Linked DNA regions of Mus musculus: all the other regions are linked to region 1. Evidence: chromatin contacts called from public HiChIP or PLAC-seq data. All regions are on one chromosome and are shown on one strand. The core of a region is the stretch at or near the end of the contact, and the rest is flanking DNA. Distances in the headings are between cores, read along the strand shown. Region 1 overlaps Rnf220 (ring finger protein 220). Region 2 overlaps Eri3 (exoribonuclease 3). Region 3 overlaps Eri3 (exoribonuclease 3). Region 4 overlaps Eri3 (exoribonuclease 3).

Region 1 (3,422 bases), core at 513-3,012:
GCCCATACCTGTGGAGTCACACCTTGCACACTCTTGTTTCATAATCTGTTGGTTACCTTATCAACAGTTATTAAAAAGAACTGTGCTGAAGCTGCCTCTAGCTGCTGTTCTCTCATAATCGCAGGGTGCTTAGACCCAGCCTTAATCTAAGACAAGAGACCCTAGGCAAGATCTGGCGGGGCAGCAGCCCTCATAACCACTACCTTAGCACCCTCCCCACCCCAAGACACACACAGACTTTGTATCTCTGGCTGGTCTAGAACCAACTATGTAGACCAAGGTGGCCTTGGAATTAGAGACCCATTTGTGTCTGCATCAGGAGCGCTGGGATTGAGAAGAGAAATACTGTCTCTAACCTACGTCACCCTGAAAGGGGCTTCAGCCAGGGCTCAAAGACAAAGGTGCACACACTTGCCACTTCCTGAGCATCATCCTGGGAAGTGAACCATCTTACCACTCCTGGCCCACAACATAACAGCCACCTTATTTAAAACTAATCTTTTCCACATCCTTTTGAGCAGACTGATCCTTCTAGTTGTACTGAGTTCTGGCTTCCCCAAGTCTGGACAAGTGAATTCTTACTGGCAACCGATACAAGGGAGGACTTACAGCCCAGCACCCCACACCTCTAAGACAGAGGAGGTAGGGAATAAGAGGAAAATCGAGCCCTTACTCATTGGTCACATGGCTCCTTGAGGATGGAGGTCACATGGTCACAGTTATCCCAAGGCTGCCTCCCTTGTGGCCCATTTCTCTAGCCTGAAGACATCTCTTCTGCCTAGGTTTGGCAGAGTATCCCAGAAAAGCACCTTTTACCCTAATTGTTGTATCTTTAGATGAAGCACTGGGCCCTGGGTTCTGCCCATATGCAACACCACGAGCAGTGCAAAAGACCTGAGGTTTCAAGTGAGCAGGCGGCAGCGGAGTGCACAGCCCAGAGTGCTCTGAGACCCGAGGGTCAGACGAGCTGCTCTCTACAAGACTTTCCTCATTTCCCCAGGCTTTATTTCTGTTTCTTAATCTGTTTGTACTGGGAGGCAGAGGCAGATGAAACTCGAGTCTGAGGCCAGTGTGGTCTACACAGCGAGTTCCAGGTCAGCTGGGGTGACATAGTGAGATCTCCTCTCTAAATAAATAAGAATCTATTTGTAGACCGACCTCCCTCGACGTTCTCTTGCTCTCTTTTGTCCTGAGACATTGACCCTCCTTGTCATTAACCCCAGGCTCTCAAGCTCACAGCCTGTTCTTCTGAGCCAAGTGTCTTCACCATGACTCTTGCTAGACCACTGCCTAGATTACATTCAAGGCAGCCGGTCTGACCATGTAGGAAGCTCTGTTGAGGATGACGAGGGGACCCTAGTCTGGGAGGGGGGACAGAGGAATGAAGGGATGCAGGGACTTATCACAGTTCTTCAACTCTTTCATATCTAACAAGGACAGCAATCTCTGCTGTCAGCATGCACAGGACGGCTTAAATGGGCCTCGCTACTCTCCTGCTCATCCTGCCTCTGCCTCCCTCTCTGAAGTCGGCCGGGCAGCTTCTTCGGCTGGCGTTATCACTCCCTCTAACCGGTCTTGGCAGGCAATCTAATTCCTCCTGAAAAGGTCACCGCCATTTTAACTGCCTTTCAATCACATTAAGCAGGAGCTGCCCAGCTTGCGGCCCAGCCCGCCCGGCGGCGATCAATGCACTGCACTGACACCAGCAGCCTGGCAGGGCCACACCCAACCCCCCCCCCCAAGAGTTGGGCCTATTGGTCCTGGCCAGGGAGGGTCGGCTGACAGATGGCCAGCTTTTGCAGATGGGCTTCAGGGGCAGAGGCAGTCAGGATCAGCCAGGGCCTCTCTTTGATAGCCCCTCCCATTGAGGAGGCTCCACTTTCTGCCTCGTGGCCCCCGCTGATCTCGCTGTAAAACAGCCTTTCAAGTTAGCCTGTCTTTTGACTGCACTAAGCTGTTTAAGAGGCGGCAGCAGCTTCTATCAGGAAAGCTGGAGCAATTCTCTGCAGATAAAGGCCCCTCCGGCCCCATTCCCTCTTCAAGTCTCATTCTCGCTCTCCAAATCGCTCAAAGAAAAGCCCTCTTTGAACTCTCCTCAGGAATTCTTGAAAGGATCAACCTCGCAGTGTAAACACACCCAGAAAGATGATACCTACCCGAGGCCCGAGAGCCTCTGACACCCATCTGCTGGCACATCCCATGCAGAAATGGCTTTGCTTAAGCAGTGGGCCCTGTGCAGCCTGACCCATTCAGACACTCCAGGAGCCCAAGAGCCACAGGGTCCTGTTCCTTGCCAAGAAACCTAAGCAGCAGCTGCAGTTGGTGTGAACAGTTGCAACTGACAGCAGAGCTAATCTAGAACAGCCTTCCAGAACTGACTCAGCAAGACTGCCTTCTAAACCTGGTCACACACCCTAGCATCCATGTGCCTCATTCCTGGGCTCATGAGCGCCATCCTTCATTCTTGAGAGGCTTCAGACCTGCTAGAGCCCCAGGACAGAAATGCTCTGTGCAATGACAACTAAGGCTGCTTACCTAGGGGGTGGCAACAGTTTGGTTTAACCCTCCTGATTTACGCTCTGACTTGTCTTCAGACTGGTGGGCACCATGCAACAAGCTCAGAGGCACAGTGCCCATCTGCACTGGATGGCACTGCAGAGACTTGATCTCACCGGAGACCAGGTGTCATGGCTCTACGGAGGCAAAGGCCCTCCTTCGAGCCTGCTGAGAGATCCCCCAAAGACCACACACAGTGGCCATCTCAAGGGTGTTGCCCAGAAAAACAGGAGGCAGATGGGATGCAGCCTGGCTCTCTTAATGACCACAAACTGCAGTGCCAGCTGTGCTTTACACAGAAAGAGTTAGAAGCCAAGAAGCAGGTACCTCTTTCTCTTGCCCATGGTGACAGAGCTTGACAAGAGGACACTGACCCTGGGCACCTAACCAATTCTTCTGTCTCATCTAGGGAGCCAACCCTTGTCTCAGGAGCTAGGAAGGGAGCAGAGACGGGTAGGGCCCTGAAGACTCTTCGGCAGCGATTGGGGAGAGCCCAAGGGAAGCAGGGAGCAGCTGAGCCCAGGCCCCTCTTCCTTCAGGGCAGAGGGCGCCATGGGAGAAGAGATGGGATCAGAGCTAAAATTAGATTCACCAATGAAGCTCATGGGAGGTCAAATTTTGCCATAACTCACTCTCTCCTCTGTAACTGATTTCCCTGACACAGACCTGGGGAGGAGGAGGAGGAAAATGCAATGTGTTTGCCTAGAAGCCCTGAGGGCCCCTAGTGCTGGAGGTGTACAGCAGGTTGCTGGATTCTCATTTATCAGCCTTAAGAGGGATGGAGTGATAAATGCATAACCGTCCCTTTAATATTTTATGCAGGTGCTAACGCGGCTTGGCTGTCACCTTCAATGCATCACCCGAGG
Region 2 (3,587 bases), core at 426-2,925, 300 kb after region 1:
AGGTTTCTTTCTTTCTTTTTCTTTTTTGCTCCCATGGGAGCTGAGACAAGTCTCAGTGAGGTGAATTTGGTCCTTAGCTCTGTGTCCCTAGAGTGAAGGAAGCACTAGCAGGAGAGTCTGAATGCAGAGTGAGCTTCAGTGGGAGACTCAAGGCTGGGTTTTCAGAGCCTGCTGAGGAAGCTGGTACAGCTCTGGTCAGAGCAGGAGCTGAAGCACGTTCTGTTTTATAATACTAATGAAATTCCAGATTTGTAATAGCATCTCACATATCTAAAACAAACCGTGTGCTTGTAAAAAAGTAGAAAGAGATCAACTTTAAGCCATACATTCTTGGTAATAGAGGTTTTCCCCTATTTATGTTTGATAGATATTTTTGTTTCCAGAGGAATGTCAACTCCTAATTTCATAATGTATCACAGGCTTAAGAAAATTGAATTTAATAAAAGCCAAAGATGAATGGCATCCTTAAAGGTCCCAACACTTGTCTTTATTAGCAGGACAAACTGCAGGTCTCCAAACACTGTTTCTTTCCAAATGAAAGTTTAAATGAAAAGTACAGTTGTGTCACAGGTTAAATCTCATTTCGGGCCCAGCTAACGTTGTTAGTGAGGAGCTGCTGTATTTGTTTCCTTGGACACCAGGGCAGCCAAACTCACCAGGCTGTACAGCGCTTTCTATGGTGGGGGTGTGGTGGGGTGGGGTGGGGTGGGGTGGGGCAGGGCGGGGCGTGTTTCTCCTATTTAGTAGGAGAGGGAGGATTTACTACAAACTGGGGTTATGGTGGGGGTGGGGTCTAACTCATGCACCACAGCTCTTGGGAATTGTGGATATGTGAGTTTTTAGGAACAGTGTGTATGGTATATGTGTGTGTGAATGAATGCTCAACTTAGTTGTCCAAAGCAAAACTCCCCTCTGCTTGGGCTCCTTTATAGTGCTTTATGGGAACAAAGGCTTACCAGTTGGAGGACGAGGCCTTCACTCCACTGGGAGAAGAGGTGTCTATCAGGAGCCTAGGGAGCAGTCTGAGCCTTCCTGCCCTTAACCTTGCAGCCGTTTTGCCCTTCCTGTGTCTGGTAATAAGTTCTCTTCAGCTTCTTCATCTCTGGGGATCAGCTCAGGGGGACCAGGTAGGCTCCGGTCAGCTAATGAGTCTGGTCGAATGACGCTTTCACAGGGGTCACGTATCAGTACCTTGCTTATCAGATATTTACATTATGATCCATACAGTAGCAAAATTACAATTACTAAGTAGCAACAAAAATAATTTTCTGGTTGGGAGGGTCACCACAACCTTTAGCTGTATTAAAGGGTCACAGCATTAGGAAGATTGAAAACCACTGGCCTAGGGCTACCAGGCAACCAGAGCCTTTAAATTTCTCTGATATGAAATCTAACTGCATTGATTTGTTTCTCAGTCTTACTGTTAGGCTTTGGGTTGAAATAAATACTTAAAAAAACAAGTCCATAATATTAGTGGATGTGTTTCCAAAGGATGGTAGTTGTCTTCCTTGGGACATAGAGACAATTGACAACTTTCTGTTTTCCTGCCCACTGGTTTGCTGAGTGTGGTCAGAAGTGGTCAGCAGTGGTGGTTTTTCTATTGCTCTTCCAGACTGTCTCTGCCTTGGCTTTGATGATTCTAGGAGGATCTTCTGTAGAGTGAGGGTTCTGGGGTAGGCACGCCCCGAAGAGGATTGTTGGGGCCCTGTGTGGGCAGAGCTCCCTTTTGTCTCTGCAGTGTAGGCTTTTTTCACATGCTAATTTTACTTGGAAGATTTTGCTTTTATTTATTTTTTTATTATTTCCTATTTGTCTCTTCCAGATGTTTTCAGGGCAGTTTTTTGTGTGTGTGGGTGTTGTAAACTAATTCCATTCATGTTTTAAAAATTTATGAAAGCGCTAATAAAAATGTCAAAGTGGTAAAAATGTTAGCTTTTCCTCTGCTTTGATTAAATTTTGCAAACTGTTTTTGAATATTAAAAAGCAATATATTTTTTTATTCTCTCCCCTTGGTTTCCCTCTTCTCTCTGCTGCGCGTGCTCTCTCCTGCCCTCTCCCCCCTCTGGTGCATCCCTCCCTCTCCAGGAACGATGTATGAGGCGTGCTGCACAGCCAGCGTTCTGCAAGCCTGTTTGCACACCAGGACCTTGGTGCTGTGCATCTCTATTAAATAACGGAGACAAATTAATCTTAGAGACACCAAACAAATTGTCACTCCTCCTCCTCCTCTTCCATTACCTTCCAGCAGACTGGGAAGGGCTGGCTAAGCGGTTGGGCGGGTAGGGGCAGGCAAAGGGGAGTGTGCAGTGCTTGAGAGGAAAGGTGGGAGGCACTAGCCACTATTAACTTGTGTTCCGTGTTCTTGTCTCTCAGGTCCCCTTTGGCTTTATTTGGGGAGTTTGTTTGTTTGTCACCTTTTTTTTCCTCACAAAAACTAATGAAGATCCCCTGCCCCCCCACCCCTGCCTCCGCACCATCCCATCCCACCACGGGCAGTGTTTAAGATTCATACAAGGAAGTCTGTGCTGAGTGATGGCTGCTTGCTTACCTGGAGATTCAGACATTTCAGGACAACAGCCTGGGCGAGAAAGAGATGGAAGGCCTTTCTTTGTCTTAGAGGATCATCCGAATGGGCCTCTGTGAGGGAAACAGACAGAGTGTACCACTGTCTTCCTTCCCTAAAACGACGAGAAGGCTTTAGCAGTGTGAGCAGTGGGATTATAAATGTTGACATCACCTCTTCTAGCCTTGGGTTTGAGCCGGCAGAAGGAACGAGCCACAAACACTCATTCTTTCTTGGCTTTGCATAGTTATTTGAAATGGTTGATCAAAATAACTTACCTTCTCTTCTGTCTCTTTGGCATTCTAGGAAATCATTGAGTTCCCCATCCTGAAGTTAAATGGCCGGACCATGGAAATCGAGTCTACCTTTCACATGTATGTCCAGCCTGTAGTCCACCCACAGCTTACCCCCTTCTGTACAGAGGTAAGGGCTGCTGGGAGAGGAGCTTTGGGATTGTTGGTTTATGCAGGCCATGTAGGGAAAGCTAGGTCTAATCGATGGTTAAGGCAAGAGCCCAGCAATGGCTTTTCACTTGACTTTAATCTGTGACTGCTTGAATATCTGTTCCCAGGGACAGCAGTGATACAGTTTGCCCCAGACTCCCCAACATTTCCCTTTCCTTCTTGTTCTCAGTATTCCTGGCAACTGGACACATGGAGTCAGTCTAGGAGTAGTATGGGACTTCTGGGACTCAGGTTCTTTCCAGTTCCGTTTTCAGTAGGGCCTGTTTTGCAACAGTGAGGATTTCAGTTGCTTGGAAGGAATTGTTATGTCCAGGTTTTCTTAGCTTCCTGAGATGTTAATGTTGCTCTGTTCAGCAAAGTAAAGCATGACTTTCCCACCCAGGACAGAGAAGATAGGCTGGCCAAGGCTGAGTGTCCGTATCTTGGTTTGTCCTGTACTTGGCTAACTTGTCTGCAGATTAGCACTGACCCCATTTTACAGAACTGAGATTTTGATAATTGCTGGAGGTTTAAAAGAGCTATCATCAGGGTGGAGGGAGTGCAGCTCCTGAGAGGGCTAA
Region 3 (3,347 bases), core at 253-2,752, 370 kb after region 1:
TCCCTGTGCCCTGCCAATGCTGCGCCTTTGTAGTGTTGAACTTTGTGATTGTTTTGACTTAAAAAATAAAACAAGGGCTGGTGAGATGGCTCAGCAGTTAAGAGCACTGACTGCTCTTCCAGAGGTCCTGAGTTCAATTCCCAGCAACCACATATAATAAATAAATAAATCTTTTAAAAAAATAAAATAAAAAAATAAAACAAAACAAAAAAACCAAGCCAGGTGTGGTACTAGACGACAGGCAGATGGATCTCTGAGTTCGAGGCCAGCCTGGTCTATAAAGCAAGTCCAGGAGGACAGACAGGACTCTGTTACACAAAGCAACCCTGTCTCGAAAAACAAAACAAAACAAAACAAAAAACCCGGGTTCTAGGATTCAAATTCAGATCCTCATGCTTGAGGGAAAGCACCTCGCCGCTCCGCTGAGCTGTGTCCTCAGCCTCCCTCCCTCTCCTGCTGGCTCTCCCTATTCTCCATAAGCTCCCATGAACCTTCTGGGCCTGCAGGGTGTGGGCAACAGCTGGAGAAAGAAAAGGCAAGACAGGCCCTGCCGTCCATCAGCTCTGTGAAGACACTGCACATCTGCTGACCTCAGCCTCTTCCAGTCCTGAACCATCTTACTCTCATTACAGTTTGCTCTCTACCTCTTGGCCCAGGGAATCCCACCTATCTCCAGGCCCTTGTCTTAGGCATATAAAGAAGGGTATCTTGATATCATTTGTTATGGGCAATAACTGGGTCCTTTTAGGCTGGGGGTGTAACTCAGTAGTAGAGCACTTACCAGCAAGAGCAAGGCCCTAGGTTCAGTCTCTAGTACCACAAAAGAACAAACCAAACTAGAATCTTCCAAGCTAGGCTCTGCAGCAGAGTCTGGGTTTCTTCCCTTCTTTCCTTTCTGAAATCTGTACAGGGAAGATCAGACAAATCTGCTATTGTGACAGAGCCTACAGACTTCAGGTTTTAGCTGGCTAGGAGAATAAGTGAACAGCCCCCATACCCAGCTGGGTGGGCCGGCCCTGCGGTCTTAGCCTCTCTGCTCTGAGACTGAGGGGTCCCTGCAGAGGCTCATGGCACAGGTGGCATGGCCAGAGACCAAATGGACTCTCAGGAGCTTGCTGCCCACCAGAGTTTGGCAAGAGCTAAGCTGGCAGGTGGTGGCAACGGGGAGGGTGCCCCTCTGTGGGAAGAAGTACTAGCCTGTGGTCTCCCCCACATGAGTAGGGTGTCTATCAGAGTCCAGTCAGAATGCATTAGCTCTGTGGCATGGATCTCATTAGTGCCCGTGAGAGGTGTCACTGCAGGAGAAACGTAGGCTCAGGGAGATGCTTGTACCGAAAGGAAGAAAGGACAGTGACAGCCTTTTCTCTGCCGCCAGCTCACTGGGCCTCCCACCCTCCTCCTCTCGGGGAGGGGGGTGCTGGCTAATGAGCTCAGCTGCAGTACAGCTTTGGCTTCCCCTCCTTGAAGTTTCCCAGGTCTCTCTGAAGACCTTGCCCGCCCGGATTAGCACACATGGACACCAGCCCCTCCTTTTGCCCAGCAGGGAGTTCCTTCTGATCACCCAGCTCCTCCACAGTAGGAAGGGAAAGGGGGAGGGGCTAACATGGGGGAGGGGTGTTGCACCCCTGGGAATGTTCAAATCCCTCTGCATCTCAGGGTCCATGATCCCCTCTCTGCAGAGGACTCTTGCTTTCAAGAGCTTCAGTCTTTGCCTCCCTTTCAGCCATCTGGCCATTCTTTTCCCTCTGCTAAACCCCTTACAAGACGGAGAAAAGTGTAAGGACTCTCTCTGGTTGAGGAGTCTGCAGGTAATATGTGGACTCGACATTCAGAAGCCCTCGTCTAGGCTACAGATGACCCTGTAGATGCTGACATTTCTCCTCTTGTCTGCCCTCAGCTGTGTCTCACCACTACCACCATTGCTATTTTGGGCTTGGCCACTGTCACTGCTCAGAGGGCCAGCTTTTTGTTCAGTGTGAAACAGAACTAGAGTGTCTTTCCCCATACTTACCCTGCCCATCTCCTTTCTGATGTAGCCTTGAGAAAGTGAAGATCCAGAAAGTGGGTGGCCATAAAGGATAATTACTCGGGTGCCAACAGGGTCTCCACTTCCTATCTGGATGGTCCCTGGAAGTGAGGGACAATTTCCTCCTTGAACAAGACCTCCTTGGGGCCCCTAAGCATGTATGTGTGTTAGAACTGGTTTGAGTGAGTTGATGGATGGAAGAAGGTTCTGGGGTGTGTGTGTATGTGTGTGTGTGCTCGCGTGTGTGTGCGTGCAGTATGATCTTTGTTCCCTTCTTCTTAGCCCCAGGCTGGCTTGGCCTCCCCTTGTCTCTCTCTGTATCTCCTGTCAGACCATCGCAGACGTAAATGACAAAGAAATCAGAAAGACAGATCAATGCTGGCCAAATTAGCACTTGCAGATAGACTGTGCGGGGATGTCAGCGCCCTGACCCCTGGTGATCTTGCAGCCTTCACTGCTGATATTATGCAAATTGCATCCATCTGGCAGGACCTGTGCGTGCTTGCTGCTCCTACTCAGAAGAGTAATGGGCTGGGGGTGGGCGGGAATGTTGGAGCAAGAGTCAGTTGGAGTGCCTGTGTTTGTGAGAGCATGTGTGTGAATGTGGTGCCCACCAAGCACTGGGCGGTGATTGAGTGATTGACAGGGCAGATAAGGGGCTGCATTGGATTCCTTTGGGCTAGGGGATTAGGAACAGCTACAGATGGGAGATAACTGGACTTCATTGCAGTTTATTTTCCTCCTTATCCCTTCTCCCCACCTTCACTCCCTGAAAAACACAATTGCTGTAGTTTGCGTTTTTCATCAATATTTGCAAGTCATTACACTGGTTTAAGGTGAGAGACAATGTCAGGGCCTAGAGCCGACCAGCCCCTCTCTTGAGTCCTGAATGGGTCCTGTACCCTGAGAATTAATCTTTTTTTTTTTTTTTTTTTTTTTTTTTTTTTTTTTTTATAAAGATTTATTTATTTATTATATGTAAGTACACCATAGCTGTCTTCAGACACTCCAGAAGGGGGCGTCAGATCTTGTTACGGATGGTTGTGAGCCACCATGTGGTTGCTGGGATTTGAACTCTGGACCTTTGGAAGAGCAGTCGGGTGCTCTTACCCACTGAGCCATCTCACCAGCCCCGAGAATTAATCTTAAGAGCATCTCACACAGCCTACCTTCAGGGGTATTTGCAACTGCCTTCTCCAGCCCTTAGTACACAGGTGACAACCCCATTCCTCAAGACTTGCCTCATCTGACCCAGGACCATAAGGCCTTCCTTAAGATGAGGCTCTGCTCCTCAACTTGGAGCAGCTCTGTGACATTCCTG
Region 4 (3,246 bases), core at 128-2,627, 350 kb after region 1:
AAAGTTGTATTTGAGTGACAGGATCAGAGAAAAGGGAGAGAGGAAGCTTGCTGGAGGAAAGTGTTGGAGGAATGTCTGCAAAAAATCCCATATCTAGTACTGTGGACCACCATTCTCTAAGTATGCCAACCATCAGCTTTCTACTAACAGTCTGCCTCAGAGTGTTCTTGGCTACCTGTTCTCTGCCCTTGGAGAAGCCTTGAGTGTTCTAGAAGGCTGCTTCTGTAGGTTGGGTTGGGCAGAACAGGGGTTGGACTCCATATGATGCATTCTCCCTGCTTCCCCCGCCCCCCATACTTATTGTGAGTGTACTGAGAGCTTCGATGCTCTAAGGACCTAGCTATAGCCCTCCTCCAGTTCTGATGGATCGTGAAGGCCATGGAAGTATAGTGCCCTGGAGCTTCCTGCTGTGGTGTGGTTCTCCTCCTGCCTCTGAGCCAGGCCAGCCAGCCAGCAGCCTAGGAATGCTGTGTAGTCCAGAGCACACGTTAAGTCATATGAGTGTAGGGCTGGTTTGGCTACGCAAAGAAAGAATGGAGGTGCTTAGAGCAACTGAGACCTGGAAATAGAGGAGTCGTGACAGTCCCCCTACCCTACCCTGAGTGAGGGAGACATAGTCACTACAAGGTGACTAAGCAGTGTTAAGAGCCCTTAAGTAGGAGTGACTGGATTAGTCTCGAAGAACTGGAATGTCACCAGGAGAGGACAGTTAAGTGCAGAGCAAAGGGAGTATGCTGTACAGACATGTGTGCCTAAGTTTCCAGGGAGAGTAGAAAAACCAGAGGACACTATTATAGGACTGGGGCCCAATGAATTCATTGTCCCTGACACACTTCTCTGCCATTATTTGGAGGTGTGGCCTGAGAGCCATCTACATTCACCCACTGGTTGGGCTGACTACTGAGGCCTAGGTGCCCTCATTTGGGCCTCTTGGAGCCTTAGGGTGGAAAGCTTTGTAGGACAGGGCCTTACGGACTGGACCCCATGCCTCCCCTGCTCGTGACCCTTTTTCATTATTCCAAGATAGCAGGGAAAGGCTGGGATTTGGACTAAGGGAACAGCCTTGGTGAAACTTTGGGCAAGCTTGCTCTCCCCTTACCAAAGCCATCCCAGGCCCATCATGCACCCAGACTCAGCTTTCTGAAAGGGCCAGGCTGCTTCTCTAGGCTTCATCAGGGACACCAGGAAGCCAGGAGACTCATTTTCACTAGGATTTGACCTAAAGCAGGATTGGAAGGGAAGGAAAGAATTTGAACAAAAGTGCAGCAGGAAGGAGCTGTTAACAAGCCCTTCTTTCTCTTTGGGGATAGAGCAGAACCTAGCGGGGTGCAGCTGCCAGCTCTCCTCAGAGCGGCTCTCTGAGGTATCTGCAGTCTCTAGCCGCTGCCTGCTCACGCTCTCATTCCTTTTTTCCCTCTCCTCTTTCTCGGCTCTCTCTATTATGGGGACTTGCTCCAGCTCTTTCTCTCTCTTCTGTCTCTCCTTTTGTTCTCTCTTTGTCTATTTATCACACTGTGAAGGTTGAAAGAGATGTTATTAATCTGGGAGAATGAAGGCAGGATTAGTGGTATGAATCGGATTTTGAGAGGTGTAATGATAGAAAGACTCGCTCGGCTGGCGGCCTGCGTGAGCTTGATAAATGGGGAGCACTCCAGACTGACTCGCGCCTTCCTCCGCGCTGTGCGCCCTGCCCGCTGGGGCGTGCCACGCTCTCAGATCTGCCAGCCAGCCCACCCCGCTCCTACCTGAACCGGAGCAAAAAGCCAAGGGTAAAGCAGACACAAATATCTCCCATCGCACTTGGAGACATCATTGCCTTTAGCACCCTTTTCAAGTGGAGGCCTGTGGAGTTCTCAGACTGTGGGTAGACGGAAGGGGACCTAGACTTCAGACTGGAACAGTACCTGCTTGCTTCTGGGGCCTGTAGACAGAGCTGTCCTGCCTCTGAAATAGCAGTCAGACCTACCAAGTCAGAAACCAAACTGTATATGGTATGTGATAAGGAAAACTCTTGGTGGGGACTGGGGTAGGCAGTTTAGAAGGGACTTGGAGGAGTGGACAAAAGAGATTAGGGAGTAAGGTAATTGGTAATTACCTTGGTAATTAATTACTTAGTTCTGTAAGGGAACTAAGATCCTGAGACCACAGTGGCCTTTCCTGAAGTGATTTTTCTATGTTCAGTAGGCAGTTTTTTTTTTTTTTTTTTAAACAATGCTAAGGATCAAACCCAGGGCTTGTGCATGCTAGGCAAGTGCTGAGCTGCCTCGCAGATCACTCTGTGCCCTCTTGATTGTTCTTTGTTATTTTTGAGCCAGTCTTGCTACCTTCTCTAGACTGGCCTCAGACTCTCAGTCCTCTCCTCTGTTACTTCATTCACATCCTTTCAGTCTTTATCTTTAGAAAAGTTGTTTATTGCAAGGGTGGGCACATATCATGGCGCGCCCGTGGAGATAGAGGGCAGCTTTTGGGAGTCTTCTCTTTCTTTCCATCTTATGGGTTTGGGGGGATCAGATTTATGTCATTGGGCTTGGCAGCAAGCACCCTTACCTGGTGACTCATCTCTGTGCACATTCTTTACCTTTGCACAAGGTCTCATGGAGTGTGTAGCAGAGGGTGCTCTGAACTCCCCATCTCCTGAGTGCTCAGGTGGATATGTTGCGCCACTATGCCCAGTTTAGGCAGTGCTGGAGTTTGAACCCAGGGCCTTGTGCATGCTATGCTAGTGCTCAGTCAACTCAGCTACATGCCCAGCTCAGTCTTTTTAGCTTTGTAATCATAAGAGCCCAACGTAGATTTTCAGCTAATTGGTCTGTGGACTCTTCTCAGGATCTTTGACTCAGAATTCCCTTATGCATTTACTGTTCCATCTATAGCCTATGCGGGGCATCCTGTTCCTGCTCTCATCCGTTGTAACAGCTTACATTTCTTCTTGGAGCTCTTACTATAGCTACGAATTAAGGATCACCTGTGTTGCTTTATAGTTAGTACCTTGTCCAGTAGACTTGAATCTCTCTGAGGTCAGAACCCTCATTGCTGTATGCAGGCATATAACTTGGCCTATGTAGACTCTCAATAGATGTTGCCAGTATGGTTCTGAAGCCTAGATCCTTGAATTCTGTTACACCTGGGTAGAGGCAGACTGATAGACAGAGAGATGGTGGCTAGGATGATAGACATGTTTCAGAGAGGAGGGTCTTTGGGTCCCAAACTCTGGAGGCCTCATCTGACACCACAGGCTTCCATTCT

What was found. HiChIP or PLAC-seq counts read pairs in DNA pulled down with a chosen protein or histone mark.
Region 2: a contact with region 1 is called in an H3K27ac HiChIP or PLAC-seq map of embryonic stem cells, with 3 times the contacts expected there. The contact joins two enhancer-like sites. A contact is called at or near these places in 5 of 39 promoter capture datasets (the 3T3-L1 cell line, the C10 cell line, the HPC-7 cell line and 2 more), 1 of 15 datasets of contacts at CTCF or cohesin (the NIH/3T3 cell line), 7 of 484 Hi-C or Micro-C datasets (bone marrow-derived macrophages, cerebral cortex, cortical neurons and 3 more), 17 of 115 datasets of contacts at active chromatin or transcription factors (bone marrow-derived macrophages, cardiomyocytes, craniofacial prominence and 10 more) and 1 of 9 other capture datasets (adipose tissue).
Region 3: an H3K4me3 HiChIP or PLAC-seq map of forebrain shows a contact between it and region 1, with 6 times the contacts expected there. The contact joins two enhancer-like sites. A contact is called at or near these places in 8 of 39 promoter capture datasets (the C10 cell line, the HPC-7 cell line, cranial neural crest and 5 more), 1 of 15 datasets of contacts at CTCF or cohesin (the NIH/3T3 cell line), 4 of 484 Hi-C or Micro-C datasets (embryonic fibroblasts, embryonic stem cells, myocytes and 1 more), 29 of 115 datasets of contacts at active chromatin or transcription factors (DN3 thymocytes, the NIH/3T3 cell line, T-cell acute lymphoblastic leukemia and 19 more) and 2 of 9 other capture datasets (adipose tissue and embryonic trunk).
Region 4: a contact with region 1 is called in an H3K4me3 HiChIP or PLAC-seq map of forebrain, with 4 times the contacts expected there. The contact joins two enhancer-like sites. A contact is called at or near these places in 4 of 39 promoter capture datasets (the C10 cell line, the HPC-7 cell line, cranial neural crest and 1 more), 13 of 115 datasets of contacts at active chromatin or transcription factors (craniofacial prominence, embryonic basal ganglia, embryonic brain and 8 more) and 3 of 9 other capture datasets (embryonic stem cells, embryonic trunk and liver).

The regions. Positions count from the first base shown.
Region 1 is chr4:117,281,744-117,285,165 of GRCm38.p6, forward strand. All of the region lies in intron 8 of Rnf220 (ring finger protein 220), which reads right to left. Among named protein-coding and RNA genes, the nearest start is that of Gm12843, 5.9 kb to the right of the region's middle. Within about 2 kb of position 1,763, at least 55 of the 459 cell types and tissues checked have an H3K27ac peak or open chromatin away from gene starts, as enhancers often do. A contact at or near this core is called in embryonic stem cells, forebrain and stem cell-derived motor neurons, where this site is marked.
Region 2 is chr4:117,579,731-117,583,317 of GRCm38.p6, forward strand. Eri3 (exoribonuclease 3) reads left to right here. Exons shown (of 9, transcript NM_080469.4): 4 at 2,870-2,986. Among named protein-coding and RNA genes, the nearest start is that of Eri3, 31 kb to the left of the region's middle. Within about 2 kb of position 1,676, at least 4 of the 459 cell types and tissues checked have an H3K27ac peak or open chromatin away from gene starts, as enhancers often do. A contact at or near this core is called in embryonic stem cells, where this site is marked.
Region 3 is chr4:117,653,114-117,656,460 of GRCm38.p6, forward strand. The region is part of intron 8 of Eri3 (exoribonuclease 3); the gene reads left to right. Among named protein-coding and RNA genes, the nearest start is that of Dmap1, 27 kb to the right of the region's middle. Within about 2 kb of position 1,503, at least 24 of the 459 cell types and tissues checked have an H3K27ac peak or open chromatin away from gene starts, as enhancers often do. A contact at or near this core is called in forebrain and stem cell-derived motor neurons, where this site is marked.
Region 4 is chr4:117,635,719-117,638,964 of GRCm38.p6, forward strand. All of the region lies in intron 7 of Eri3 (exoribonuclease 3), which reads left to right. Among named protein-coding and RNA genes, the nearest start is that of Dmap1, 45 kb to the right of the region's middle. Within about 2 kb of position 1,378, at least 28 of the 459 cell types and tissues checked have an H3K27ac peak or open chromatin away from gene starts, as enhancers often do. A contact at or near this core is called in forebrain, where this site is marked.